3 separate regions of the Sus scrofa genome follow, and all the other regions are linked to region 1. Evidence: chromatin contacts called from public Hi-C data. All regions are on one chromosome and are shown on one strand. The core of a region is the stretch at or near the end of the contact, and the rest is flanking DNA. Distances in the headings are between cores, read along the strand shown. Region 1 holds the start of CHAC1 (glutathione-specific gamma-glutamylcyclotransferase 1). Region 2 overlaps INO80 (DNA helicase INO80). Region 3 overlaps VPS18 (vacuolar protein sorting-associated protein 18 homolog).

Region 1 (4,030 bases), core at 599-3,098:
GCCAGTGCCTTGAGTGGTTGGTCAGGGCTATCTTGAGGGTAGAAGGTGACCTCCTTGGTGTCATAGCCACCGAGCACTGCCTCCCGCACATTCAGGTACTTCAGGGCCTCATTCACCTGCTCTCCACGCACCTGGTACACCACGCCCCAAGTGCAGCCCTAGGAGAAAACATGGGCACCGAGGTCAGTCACACAGCTCCTTCTCGGCCCACCCCCCAGGACTCTGCTCTGTTAAGGAAGGTTGACAGAGGGCTGATGAGCCCTCTAGTAGAAATTCATCAAGCCCCCATTCTCCCTTAATAGGGTTTTGATAAGTTGGTCTCAAGAACAGAAATCCTATTAGAGTAATGTCTGAGAACCATTGGCATCACCTGTAAGCTTGTTAGGAATGAGTTTCAGTCCACACTAAATGTTATTAAATTAAAATCTACTTTTTTTTTTTTTCTTTTAGGGCCACGCCTGCGGCATATGGAGGTTCCCAGGCTAGGGGTCTAATTGGAGCTACAGTTGCCAGCCTATACTACAGCCACACCAGATCTGAGCAGAATCTGCGACCTGCACCACAGCTCACAGCAATACCAGATCCTTAACCCACTGAGCGAGGCCAGGGATCGAACACACAACTTCATGGTTCCTAGTTGGATTCGTTTCCACTGCACCACAACAGGAACTCCAAAAACCTACATTTTTAAAATTTTTATTTTTTTGTCACACCCACGGCATGTGGAAGTTCTTGGGCCAGGGATCCAACCCATGCCACAGCAGTGACCTGAGCCACTGCAGTAAAAATGCCAGCTCTTTAACACACTGTGCCACAGCCATAAAAGAACTCCTAAAATCTACATTTTTAACAAGATCCTCAGGTGATTCTTGTGAGAAGAGCTTACCAAGACCACCCTTCCCCTCAGCCAGAGGGACATCTAATCTAGGCTGCAGCCAAGGACCCACATCCCTCCATGCTGGGTTTCTCTCTTGACTCTGGCACTTACCTCACAATCTTCAAGGAGGGTTACCACACGACCAGGCTAAGGAGAGAAGAGAGGTTGGGGGGTGGGGGTGGGGGGGAAACAAGTTAGGAATGAGCTCTGCCATCAGTGGTTGAAGAAATCCTTATTAACCCTTCTGTCCCAGGCCTCAGAGAGCCAGTGCAGGAGAAATAGACATGGCAGTGGCTCAGATTTGCAATCAAAAATATTCATCAATACGGTGGTCGACAGGATCAGACTGGAGCCATTATACAGTGACCCACTAGGCACAAAAATTTAAGCCAGAACACCCGCCCCACGCCCCCCGCCCCCCCGTCCCCCCAACAGGTCACATTTCCCCCATCAGGATGGAGTCACCCTCTGCCCAAACGGGCCCGGACATTCCAGGGCATGGGTAAGGAGCCCACTATTCTGCCCCCAGCCTCTTCATTCACTCGGGCATGGTTGCATGCTCACCATCTTGTCACTGCCCCGATGGAAGGTGTCTCCCTGCCAGAAGCGGCGGCTGTAGCCGCGCACGAAGCCCACCCGGCTGTCGCTGTAGGCGAAGTCGGGCCTCCACACCAGGGAGCCGTACCCGAAAATCCACAACGCTTGGGGGTCGCTGTCGTCCTGGGGGTGCGGCGAGGGGGACGGTGAGGCTGGCGGGGTGTTCTGGGCTGCAGACTCTTGCTTCATGGTGCCGGGCACAGGGACGGGCCCGGGCGGCCTCCGGGGCTGGTCTCCGGCGGGGGCACGGAAGGACCGACGGACGCGCACACCTGGCCTGGCACCGCTTGGTCGCTCCAGCTGCGCGGCCCGGTCCGAGGCACCCTTTAAACCCTCCGGCCAGGAAGCCCCACCTACCTTTGCCAGCTGCCGCGGTTATTGGGGCGGGACAAATCTCTTCTGGCCAATCACCTTCGTACTTTGCTGCTCGGTTAACCGCGGAGCCCTCTGAGTGGGTAACTGCGCGGCCTGTCCCAGGCCCAGCTCTCCGGCTGATTGGTTCAGCTCCACCTCAGTAGCAAACCTTGAGGAGTGATGCAACGGCGGGGGAGGTTTCCCCAGCTCCCGCATGCAGCAAGGGTGCCTCGGATTGCGTCAGGCGGCGGGCAGTGGGCACGGACACGGGCACCGGTCGTCTCGACGGCAGCCCCTCCATGGCCTGGGTCCCTCGGGAACCATGGCGGTCGGGCCTCAGGCCTGTATCTCCCAAGCAGTCCTGCCGGTGCACCTGGCGGAGTCACTGCCACCTCCGGCTGCACGAACTCATTACCAAGGCCAGTGCAGGACACATCCAGAAGGAGCGCTCTGGGCGGCGTAAATGCCCGTCTCTGGGACTTGGCCTGGGAGCATGTACCCTGGAGAAGCTGTTGGAGGCACCTCCGCATTCCGCACAGGTGCCTCACGCCGTTGGCGCGCGTGAGCAAGTGGAGAAACTGAGTCACGGGGTTGGCAAGGGGTTTTGCAGAGGCTGCGAGAGACTGAGTCAGACCCGGCGTCCCAAGCTTATGGGCCTCACGTGAGGGCTACGCCCCGGGCTAGGAATGGGACGCCGTTGAGCCCAAATAGTCTCAAGGGAAAGCGGGTCAGAGCGCTTGGAAGTGCCGTCTTCATTTTGAAGGTAGTGACCGGACCTGCAGAGAAAAGCCATAAAGACAGGAAAGCTGGGCCAGTTATGCCTCAAGGCGATGGGTTTAGTTCTGACCCGACAGCAAGGAGGGTCAAATTGAGGCACCCAGAGGACTGTAGGGGCCCTTTGCCCTTGGCTACTGGCTTCCCGACCCACAGAAGGTCCACAGGCCACCTGAGGTTAACTTTCTAAGCAGCGGCCAGGGGCTGTCTGACTGGAAAAGGGAAGCAGAGGCGGTAGAACTGGCTCCGAGGGACTCCTGATAGGAACAGGGTGAGGCCCCTGGCAGGGAAAATGACAGTATTGCTTCTCATACGGTTCTAATTAGATATTTAAACTAAAAATTATCTGCACACTGAACCATTCCAAAGGTGCCTAAGATATATTTTCCAGTAGGAATGTTGGACTATGGAGTGTATAGTATGAAGCTAGATCTTTAAAAACAAAACAAGTAACACATTAATATTAGTAAAAGATGGGAGTTATCTTGTGGCACAACAGTTTAAGTATCTGGTGTTGCTTCTTCTGTGGCTTGGATTGCTGCTGTGAAGTGGGTTTGATTCCTATCCTGCAAACTTCCACATGCCACAGGCACAGCCAAAAAAAAAAATTAGTTAAAGAAATAATGTACCTAAACTGTTAGCAGAGCCTGTCACCAGACTAAGACTTTCCATGTTAAAAGTAAATATTTGTGGAAAAATTTGGGTAAAAAACCCAAAAACGAGGAGCATGAATAATTTTTCCAGTTGGAAAAAATACAGGCAAATGGTCATTTCTGGTTATTTTTCTCTTTCTCTCCATTCCCCATGTTCAGTCTCCCCTCTTCTCTTCTCCTCTCTATCCTGTCCCCTTTAGTCCATTTGAGCACCTCCTTTGCTGCTAGCTGCTTAGGAAAATATTCCCCCCTCCATCTACCACCTTGTGAGTAGTGGGGTGGAAAGTGGGAAACTGGTACTAACACATTGCTGGGAGTATCTGTATTGACAAAATAGCCCTTTGAAAAAGCAACTTGGTGATACAAATCGAGAATCATAAAATGTCCCTGCCCTTTGACCTAATACTTCCACTCCAGGAAATTATTCAAAATATGGGAAAAGCCAAATTCCTCAAGATTTTTCAGTGCATTGTTATTTACTATACTGCCGCATCCAGTGCTGCAAGGCAACGGGGAATCCTGGAAGAGGGATGTGCAGGTGCCTAGGTTTTAGCCCTCATGATTTTTATTAAGAAAGGTGATGCGATTATTAGTGGGATTAAGGAAGGTGACAAGATTAGTGGGCAGGAACAGGCATAGGCAATAACAAGGTTATCTTCTTAGTGATATCAAAGGGGGTATCCTTAGGACATAGTGCAGCTGCTTATAGAATAACATGGTTAATACATAAGTCCTTTATCTTGTCTTTGAAGGAGACTCTGTACTTTAGAACTCT
Region 2 (4,030 bases), core at 527-3,026, 43 kb before region 1:
CTGATTCTTAAATTGATTATTTGAGACATGTATAAGCATAGTAGTACCTCCTAGCACTCCATATAGCAACCTTGCCAGCTGATTGTTTTCATTTCTTGATTTTGAAATCAGATGAAACATGTTTCACTATGACCTTACTTGGTCTAACCCTCAAAGATCAAACTGACAAGAATCTTATACACAATATCTATAGACTTTATGTTTTCCACAGGGTGCCTATATTTTCTCCAAGCATTCCAGTGCGTCAGTGATTGGGGCACATTGGTGTGGGATGGCATGAGTTGTATGTTGGAAGAAAAGCCATTAAGTAATACGTCTTACTTACTACGGTTTGAGGGTTTTTTCCACCACTAATAGGTTTGATAATTTGCATTTGATTATCTCATTTATAGCAAAGATATTTTTTTTTCCAGTAACAGTTGGGACCTTTATATATTATAATGCCTATTGAGGAAAATTTGAGAAATACTTGGTAAGGAAAGTAAAAATCATCCATAGTCCCATCACTGTTAATATTTTCGTATATCCCTCTAGTTTTCAATGTGTTATATAGTTATATTTGTATGTTGGTACCATATTGTAGGTAATGATTGTGTCCTCATTTCTTCCACATAAGAGTATATCATAAATATTTTCACATACTATTTAAAAAGTCTTTGTCATCATATTTTTAATGACCGGTATTCCATTACACTAGATATACCACTTTTTATGTTGTCAAAATGTTGAGTATCTTTGTTTATAAAGCTTTGTCATCTTTTTGGATCATTTTCTTAATATAGATTAAAACAAGAGAGTTTATTGGGTGAAGGAGTATGAATATTTAAGACTGCATATTCACAGATTGCTTTGTAGAAAGTTCTGATTTAGATTCCACCCAGAGCTGTCATATGTTGACTCCTAATAACTTGGGCTTTTGAGTTGCAGAGCTACAACTTTTCTTCTATCTGAACCAACTCCTAGAAAACTGGACTGTGAGTTCCAGGGCTCAGTATATTTTACAGCGACTTTTTGGTAGGAAAAAAATCACTAGATATATCTAACTTATTACTTCTAAAATCTCTTATTTAACATGTGAAGCATTTACTTGGGCAATCCCGGTAGCGTGCATTAGTTTTGAAAATCTTCACTTTAAAAGAAGGGTATTTTCACCATTAAATTTTACTAGATCTACTTAGTAAATAACTTGTTTTAAGCTTTCCTGAGTAACCTTACCTACAACTTGAGTATTAAGGAGCGAAGAGTTTTATTTAGATTCAGTATTTGAGGAACCATCATTTTAACACCTGCATAGTAGGCAAAACAGAAAAACAGACTAAAGTGTCCTTCCCTTCCTACAATGTGAGGTAGATGATTAGAGATAGGATTATGACTAGGAAATAATCTCCTTCTTATGTATGGAATCTTAACTGTCCCTGTGCTGATCAGAAGCTTGTCAGGCAGACCCCTCCAAATAGAAGGAAGGTTCTCAACTTAGAAATCTGAGTGGCTGTAGTAGGCCAATATAGAAGGGGGAGAAAAAAAAAGAAAAAAACAGGTGTTTTTGAAAACAAAAAAGCATGCCTTGCCAAATATTTTCATTATTATTAATGAAAAGACATCAAAAGGAAAAAAACTGTAGTTTCAACTGGAAAGCTGTGTGGCTCAAAGGTCAGCCAGAGTAAACAAGAACTCCTATAAAAAGCCATTTACATTCCCTTCATACAAGATTTATTTATGAGGGATCCTTCCAGGAAAGAGTCTGACTGAGACTAAAGACTATTTGGCCAGGATGTCCTGACTGGGCAGCATTCAGAACATGTGACCAGTGCGTGATCCTAGAAGCCATTCACAAGGTCTTTGCTCTGGGATGCCTTGGCCTTTGTTTCCCTTCCTCCTACCCTATGACATTATCTGATTATCTGATTACTTGGGGTGACCCTTTGGGAAACATGTGAAAAAGTGAGTGTAATGTGGATAATTTCTTGGTAAACATATAAAGCTCCAGTGTCTTCTTTCATTCTGGATCTCTTAGTCATTTCAGCTAGTCTTTACTGCAATCAGCTATGTGCCCAGGACTATCTGTGTATTTTGATGCAGAGTAACCTCAGGGACCATTTACTAAAGAAAAGTAAGAGTGAGACCTAGGAGTTCCCATCGTGGCTCAGTGGTTAACAAACCCAACTGGTAACCATGAGGTTGCAGGTCTGATCCCTGGCCTCATTCAGTGGGTTAAGGATCCAGCATTGCCATGAGCTGTAGTGTAGGTTGCAGGCATGGCTTGGATCCTGCATTGCTGTGGCTGTGGTGTAGGCCAGCAGCTGTAGCTCCGATTCAACCCCTAGCCTGGGAAACTCCATATGCCACCAGTGAGGCCCTAAAAAGACAAAAGACCAAAAAAAAAAAGGTGCGAGACCTAGACGTGGCTTTGCTATATGATTTCATAGACTCCTTCACAGACCTCCTTTGATGCCTGGTCTCTAAGGCTCAACAGACCCTGAGTTGAGATTCCTTTTTAACCCTCTAGAGGGCACCCAAACCATCATATTGCCCTCTGGGATTCTGTTTTCTTCCTTTCGATCAGCCCCTAAGACATTAATTCTCATTGTTAATATTAGATTCATTAAGTAGAAAGCAACCATTCAGCAGTTCAGTTTAGATGTTTTTTGTTTACAAATGATCCAACAGTGTAATATAGGATAGACACTAATTTCTTTGATTTTAATAACCCAAGGTTCCCATAATCCTTATTTTTCTATTATAGAATGATAAAATTACACTAAATGCAGCCAGACATTTGCTACTTACCATCTGCCTCATCATTAATAGGCATCTTCTCAATACATAGTTAATATCCCCCCAAAAGCATTTTCCACTGTTGCGTTTTCTAAGTTTTGCTACTAAGTCATTTTTACCTCAATTCCTTTCTCTGGTGTTTTTTCTGTATATAGTCCCTATTTGTGAGTGATTACCACATCTGGAGACTTAACTCTCTGTCTATCCAGACTATGGAAATAGCCCGTAGTTCTGCCTCTACTCTTTCTATTATTATGGATCCCAACTGCCATCTCTCTCCCTCTGGATCCCATCCCTCTTCCTCCATCCCCACACTAACAAGAAGTCCTAGCCATTGGATGACTCCATCAGCTCTTAGACAACTGTTGGAGAGGAGTCCCTGCCTCTGTACACACCAGAACAGGAGAAAGAAATGTATGGGACTAGGCACTCTTCTTTTTCTCTCTCTTTTTTTTTTTGGCTGCACCTGTGGCATATGAAAGTTCTCAGTCCAGGGATGGAATCCGAGCTGCAGCTGCAACCTATGCCATAGCTACAGCAATGCTGGATCCTTAACCTGCTGTACCACAGCAGGAACTCCTTGAGCAATCTTCTTAAGGCCACAGTGGGAAGGATTATTCTATAGAGATTAGTATGGCCCTGGAGAGCTCTATCAATTTTTATTTGAAGCCTTATTGTGGTTAAATATTCTCCTATGGGCTGTGAGGTGTCACACTTCCATTTACATCATCCCATATCTATGGGAAATTTGTAAACTGGCAGATGCCTTTTAGCTTTTTGGTTTGCCCTTTATGATTTAGCCATGAAAGATGAAATCTTATAAATACAATTATGAAATATTGAACTTTATGATAAAATTCAAGGATAAACAAGCAGAACTCTCATGAGAGTACAGAATTTTTGGAGTTATGCCCTGCAAGAGACCTCCAAACATGATCTGTTATCCATGTTTGCCTTTAGGAAAGTTGTGTTTAGTTGAATCCAAATAATGGACAGATTTCTCCTAGAACCTACCCAGCTTAGTGATTAACCAGGATACTTATTTCAGAATAGTTCCTTTATTGGTATTCATGTTTGCCATTGATATGTCATCAGTTAGTCACTTCAGTTATATTCAGAGCACCCTCATTTTATAGCTTGGGAAACAGACCTTCAGTAGTCAAGTGACTTTAGCAAGGAAGAACAGCATCATGGGATAAGAGCATCCTGATGTCAGTGAGATTCTTTTTTTTTTTTTTAAACTGGAACCCACAGA
Region 3 (4,030 bases), core at 473-2,972, 44 kb after region 1:
CCTGCCCGGGCTTGTTCTCACTGGACATCAGTTGCTGGTCACCAACCCAGGGCCACTCTAACCTCCAGGACCTCATGGTTCCTACAGCTCAGCTCAAGGACTCCTTCAGGGTGTGAGCTGAGAAAAGGCAGATCTGCTCAGGAAGAGGAAAGCACCCGATAGGGGACATTCAGCAAACTAGGGGCTTAATCCCTTTGGAAGAAGAACCCCACTTTGTGCCCCTTTTATGGGCCATCCCTAGACCAAAGTTTGCCCTTCTGCTTCAGTTTTCCCTTTTGGAAGCTGGGCCTAAGAATGAGGTCTCTCTCCTGGTGGCTTTAGCACGTATAGCTCCCTGAATGTCGCGGGCTCCATGCTCTAGGGGGAGGAGAAAGCTGAGGGTGGCCCAAGAACTGGAACTATCTAGCATCCTCCTTCTATCCCACTGCCCACCCCAGGCCTGCCTCTGACCATCATCCACCCTCAACCTGCTGCAGGGCCCAGCCTCACTCCACATAAGCAAAGCTGCCAGCAGGGTCCTTTGTGGGGCTGCTCCCGTGTGGCACTGCCTAGGGGCCCCACCATGGGGCAACAGATGGACCTATGGTCTCTACAGAACAATGGTGGGGGAGGGGCCCTGGCATCGCCTGCCCCAAACAGGAAGCGCTGCATGAGCTTCAAAGAACTGGCAGGGCCAAGGGGCTGAGTGGCTGGAGCCAGTGCCAGGACTGATGGCTGCCTGAAGAGCTGCCCGCCAGCCTAGGGATGCCCAGCCTGCAGTGGGGGTGGGGCTGCAGTGGCAAGGACAGCTGGGTCTTGGGCAGAGGACGCTTTGCACCCTCAGGGCTACAGCCTCTGACCTGGAAGCAGGCTGAGGGAAGGGGCTCCGACACAAGGCTGTTTCCTGGCTCTGCTGCCACCCACCAACGGGGCTGCAGGTTCTTTCCCAAGCCACAGTGGGTATGGCTCTCCGACAAGTAACCATGAGGGGCAGGGCTGGCACCAAGCCTGCTGCCCGCTCCCTGCCTCCTGCTCCCAGCTGCTCTGCTCAGAACCTTTTCCTCTCCACTTCCTGTTCACACAAGGGGGGGCGGGAAGTGGAGGGAGGAAGTTAGGGGGAGGCGTGTAGGGGGGACCCATTGAATAAAAGGAATTAACCGTTTCCCTCCTCTGACCTCTGGGAATTTCCGCCTGTGAAAGTGTCTCGAAGAATCTGCAGAGCTGGGGGAGTGGGGAGGAGGACTGCCCCTCATGTTCCCCACCCCCCCCCCCCGCTCTCCCCCGTAGTGGTGGGGCCAGATAACTCCCTCTCGGCCCCCTAACCTTTTGTTTCCCTGGCGCCAAGGGGAGCAGCACCAAGGGACGCCTGGAGCCTGGTGGCCTCAGAGCCCCCTCCAACCAATGGGGTCGTTGCACCCGGCCTCCCCGGGGCACAGGCAGGGCGGGAGGGGGTAGTGCAGGAACTGCCGGAGTTGGTGGTCCCAGAGTGAATGGGCTTACACTAAGGCTGACCAGGCTCTGAGCCAGGGTCGGTGCCCTCGGTGCCCTGGGGACAGGAGAAGGGCAGGCACACCCTCCGGGGGCCACTCCCCCTGGCGCAGGGGAATGGAGCGGGTGGGTTTGGGAAGTCAGTAGACAGCGCCCCCTAGTGGCTGCTGCCGACTCGGCCGGGCGGCCCCCCAGGGCCCTCTCAAGGGCGGGCCTCAGGAAGCACCTGCTCCCCAGGACCAGTGGCCGCCCTGCATCTCCCCCAGGTGGCTTCCTTGTTTACAGGCCTCCTGCCCTGATCCCAGCGTCACTGCCTGTGGCCACTCCTCCTATTTCCAGTGACCGCTCCAGGAGCAGCTCATTCATCTTGGCCCCTGCCCACGCAGCTGCTCCCCCACCCCACCCCTCCTGGCCCTCCCCCAGGCTTAGGGCCAAGGCCCTGAGGACCTTCTCTCTCCCCTCGACACCGGGCCTTGCTTGGTTTCCAGGGATCTAAGAGCTGTAGCTTCCCGTTGCCCTGACTCAACGGAACCCCATTCTGTCAGCACCAGAGAAGCTTGGGGCTTTTTTCCAGGAAAGAGGAAGCGGCCTAGGACCAGATGGGCAGGCTTAAGAGAAGACAGAAGGGGCAGGGGTGTCCCAGGCTGTCTTAGCCAAGTCCTCTGGGAGGAGGGAGCAGTAGGGCAGTGTTTGTTTAACTAACAAGTAGTAGGCACCCATTATGTGCAAAGACAGAGGCCCCAAGCTGTTCTAAGCCAGTAACCAACCCCGTGGTGGGCCAAGGTTTATACCCAGTACTGACAGTGGGGAACAGAACCTTGAGCCCTCTACTAGGCATGGGGAGAGGAAGGGACCAGGAGCCCTCCAGATCCTCCTGGAACAGGGGAAAGGGAACAGGATTAGGATGCCCTGCACCCACCCAGTGGGACTCTATCCCCCATTTGCTCCCACTTTTGCTTCTGGGGGAAGATGAGTTCGAGGCTCATCAAAAATGGGCAGCTTGAGGCCCTCTCCCTTGGCAAAGGCCGCGAAGAGACCCTGCTGTTCTAGTGGCTGGGGAAGAATCAGCAGGGGAAGATTCTCCCAGGACTATGGAAGTAAAAAGTCTTGGAAGAGGATTAGGCTGCAGGGACAAGAGACCTCAGTCTGATTCCAAGAACACTCACTTGTTATTTTGTTTCAGTTTGGGTGCCTGATAGACCACACCCATTAAGCTGGGCAGTGGACTGTGAACACCAGTCCATGGAGCAAAGGGTGCTCAGCTGATGTCACAGGAAGGCCCTGCTCCACGTCTCCCTAGGGCTTAGCCTCTAGCTACAGCTAAAGAAGTGTAAGCTGGGGGCGGGGAGGGGCAGGTCACAGGAACTCAGTGGGAAGAAAACATTTCTGCCAAATGCCATGGATGGCAGTACTGGCAGTCTCACCTCCATGCTGGACCTCAACATTATGGTTAAATGCCAGCGGTAGGTAGGGCAGCATCAAAACTGTGGAGTTGGAAAGCAGGGATTCAGGCTGGCAAAAGAGGTGAGCAAAATCTAGCATGCATAAGGCCCTTGGGAGGGAGGAGGAATGAGGGGCTTAGATTAATGGTCAGGCAGTGGAGGTTCAAGAAAACTCTTGGGACAACTAAGGTGGGAACAGATCAAGGAACTAGAGAAAGTGACTTGAGAAATCAGCGCCCCCAGCTGCCTGAGTCTGAAGGGTTCTGTGGGGAGCAGCACCACCTGCTGGCCAAAGGGAAGAACAGTTCCCCCTCTGAGACTTAGGAGGGCAGGCCTGGATTCCCAAGTGAAGCCTCGAATCAGAAAGGATAGAGTGGAGGACCAAGAAGCAAGCAGAAAAGAGCAAAACTGTCCCGTCACATCTCCACGAGAAGGAATGAGGGCCACAGCTTGAAAGCATGCAGGGTCCTCGTGGCCGCCCTGTGGCACCCCAGCCCTTCCTGGAGAGAGGCCCACACTCCCAGGCCACTGAGCCCAGCATCAACACAGAGCCACCAGTGCAGTGCAGACAGTTTAATGCTCTCCATCCCCATCACCATCTTATACTGTCTTCTGTGAGGCCCTCTACCCCAGAGCACCCTTCACACTGGAGCCCCAGATGGTATGCACAAGAGCACTCTCACCAGCAGTGCCACCTTCCCCCCACCCAATGCCCAGGACTTAGAGGGACCTAGGGGCAGACAGTAGAGAGGGATTTTCTGAGGAAGAAGAGCCACAGAGTGAAAAGGAAGAACAGTAGTTAGTGTTACAGAAGGTGAACAGGATATATGCAGGGAGTAAAAGGGAAAAAAGAGCTGTTAGATGCAGGGGGATGGTAATGCATCAGAATTCTGACTTCTCCAAGCTAAGGCTCTCTATTAGGAAGCAGGCTGACAGCATGGCAAAACATCAGCTCTAAGGCAGCCGTGAGGAAGAGCATGGGCAGTTGGCAGAATGCACTCAGAGCTGACACCTTGAGGGCAACAGCTGTGATCTACTCCCACCACCATAGTCCCTGCCCAGCAGTCTCCAGGAGACCAAGCACAGACGCTGTGGCCCTCCCAAGAAGGAACAGCCCACGA

Evidence for each region. A called contact is a pair of places that touch in the nucleus more often than the background predicts.
Region 2: a contact with region 1 is called in a Hi-C map of skeletal muscle, with 2.5 times the contacts expected there. The contact joins the enhancer-like site here to the promoter of CHAC1 in region 1. A contact is called at or near these places in 15 of 47 Hi-C or Micro-C datasets (alveolar macrophages, embryonic fibroblasts, fetal skeletal muscle and 7 more) and 2 of 2 datasets of contacts at active chromatin or transcription factors (alveolar macrophages and skeletal muscle).
Region 3: a Hi-C map of skeletal muscle shows a contact between it and region 1, with 2.0 times the contacts expected there. The contact joins the enhancer-like site here to the promoter of CHAC1 in region 1. A contact is called at or near these places in 11 of 47 Hi-C or Micro-C datasets (embryonic fibroblasts, heart right ventricle, liver and 4 more) and 1 of 2 datasets of contacts at active chromatin or transcription factors (skeletal muscle).

The regions. Positions count from the first base shown.
Region 1 is chr1:130,361,484-130,365,513 of Sscrofa11.1, forward strand. It overlaps CHAC1 (glutathione-specific gamma-glutamylcyclotransferase 1), which reads right to left and starts at 1,849. Exons shown (of 3, transcript XM_021084905.1): 1 at 1,442-1,849; 2 at 989-1,024; 3 at 1-158. The coding sequence starts at 1,849.
Region 2 is chr1:130,318,680-130,322,709 of Sscrofa11.1, forward strand. The region is part of intron 28 of INO80 (DNA helicase INO80); the gene reads left to right. Among named protein-coding and RNA genes, the nearest start is that of CHAC1, 43 kb to the right of the region's middle. Within about 2 kb of position 1,777, at least 7 of the 83 cell types and tissues checked have an H3K27ac peak or open chromatin away from gene starts, as enhancers often do. A contact at or near this core is called in skeletal muscle, where this site is marked.
Region 3 is chr1:130,405,654-130,409,683 of Sscrofa11.1, forward strand. It overlaps VPS18 (vacuolar protein sorting-associated protein 18 homolog), which reads right to left. Exons shown (of 6, transcript XM_001929361.4): 6 at 3,468-4,030. Among named protein-coding and RNA genes, the nearest start is that of VPS18, 13 kb to the right of the region's middle. Within about 2 kb of position 1,723, at least 35 of the 83 cell types and tissues checked have an H3K27ac peak or open chromatin away from gene starts, as enhancers often do. A contact at or near this core is called in liver, mesenteric adipose tissue, retroperitoneal adipose tissue and 2 more, where this site is marked.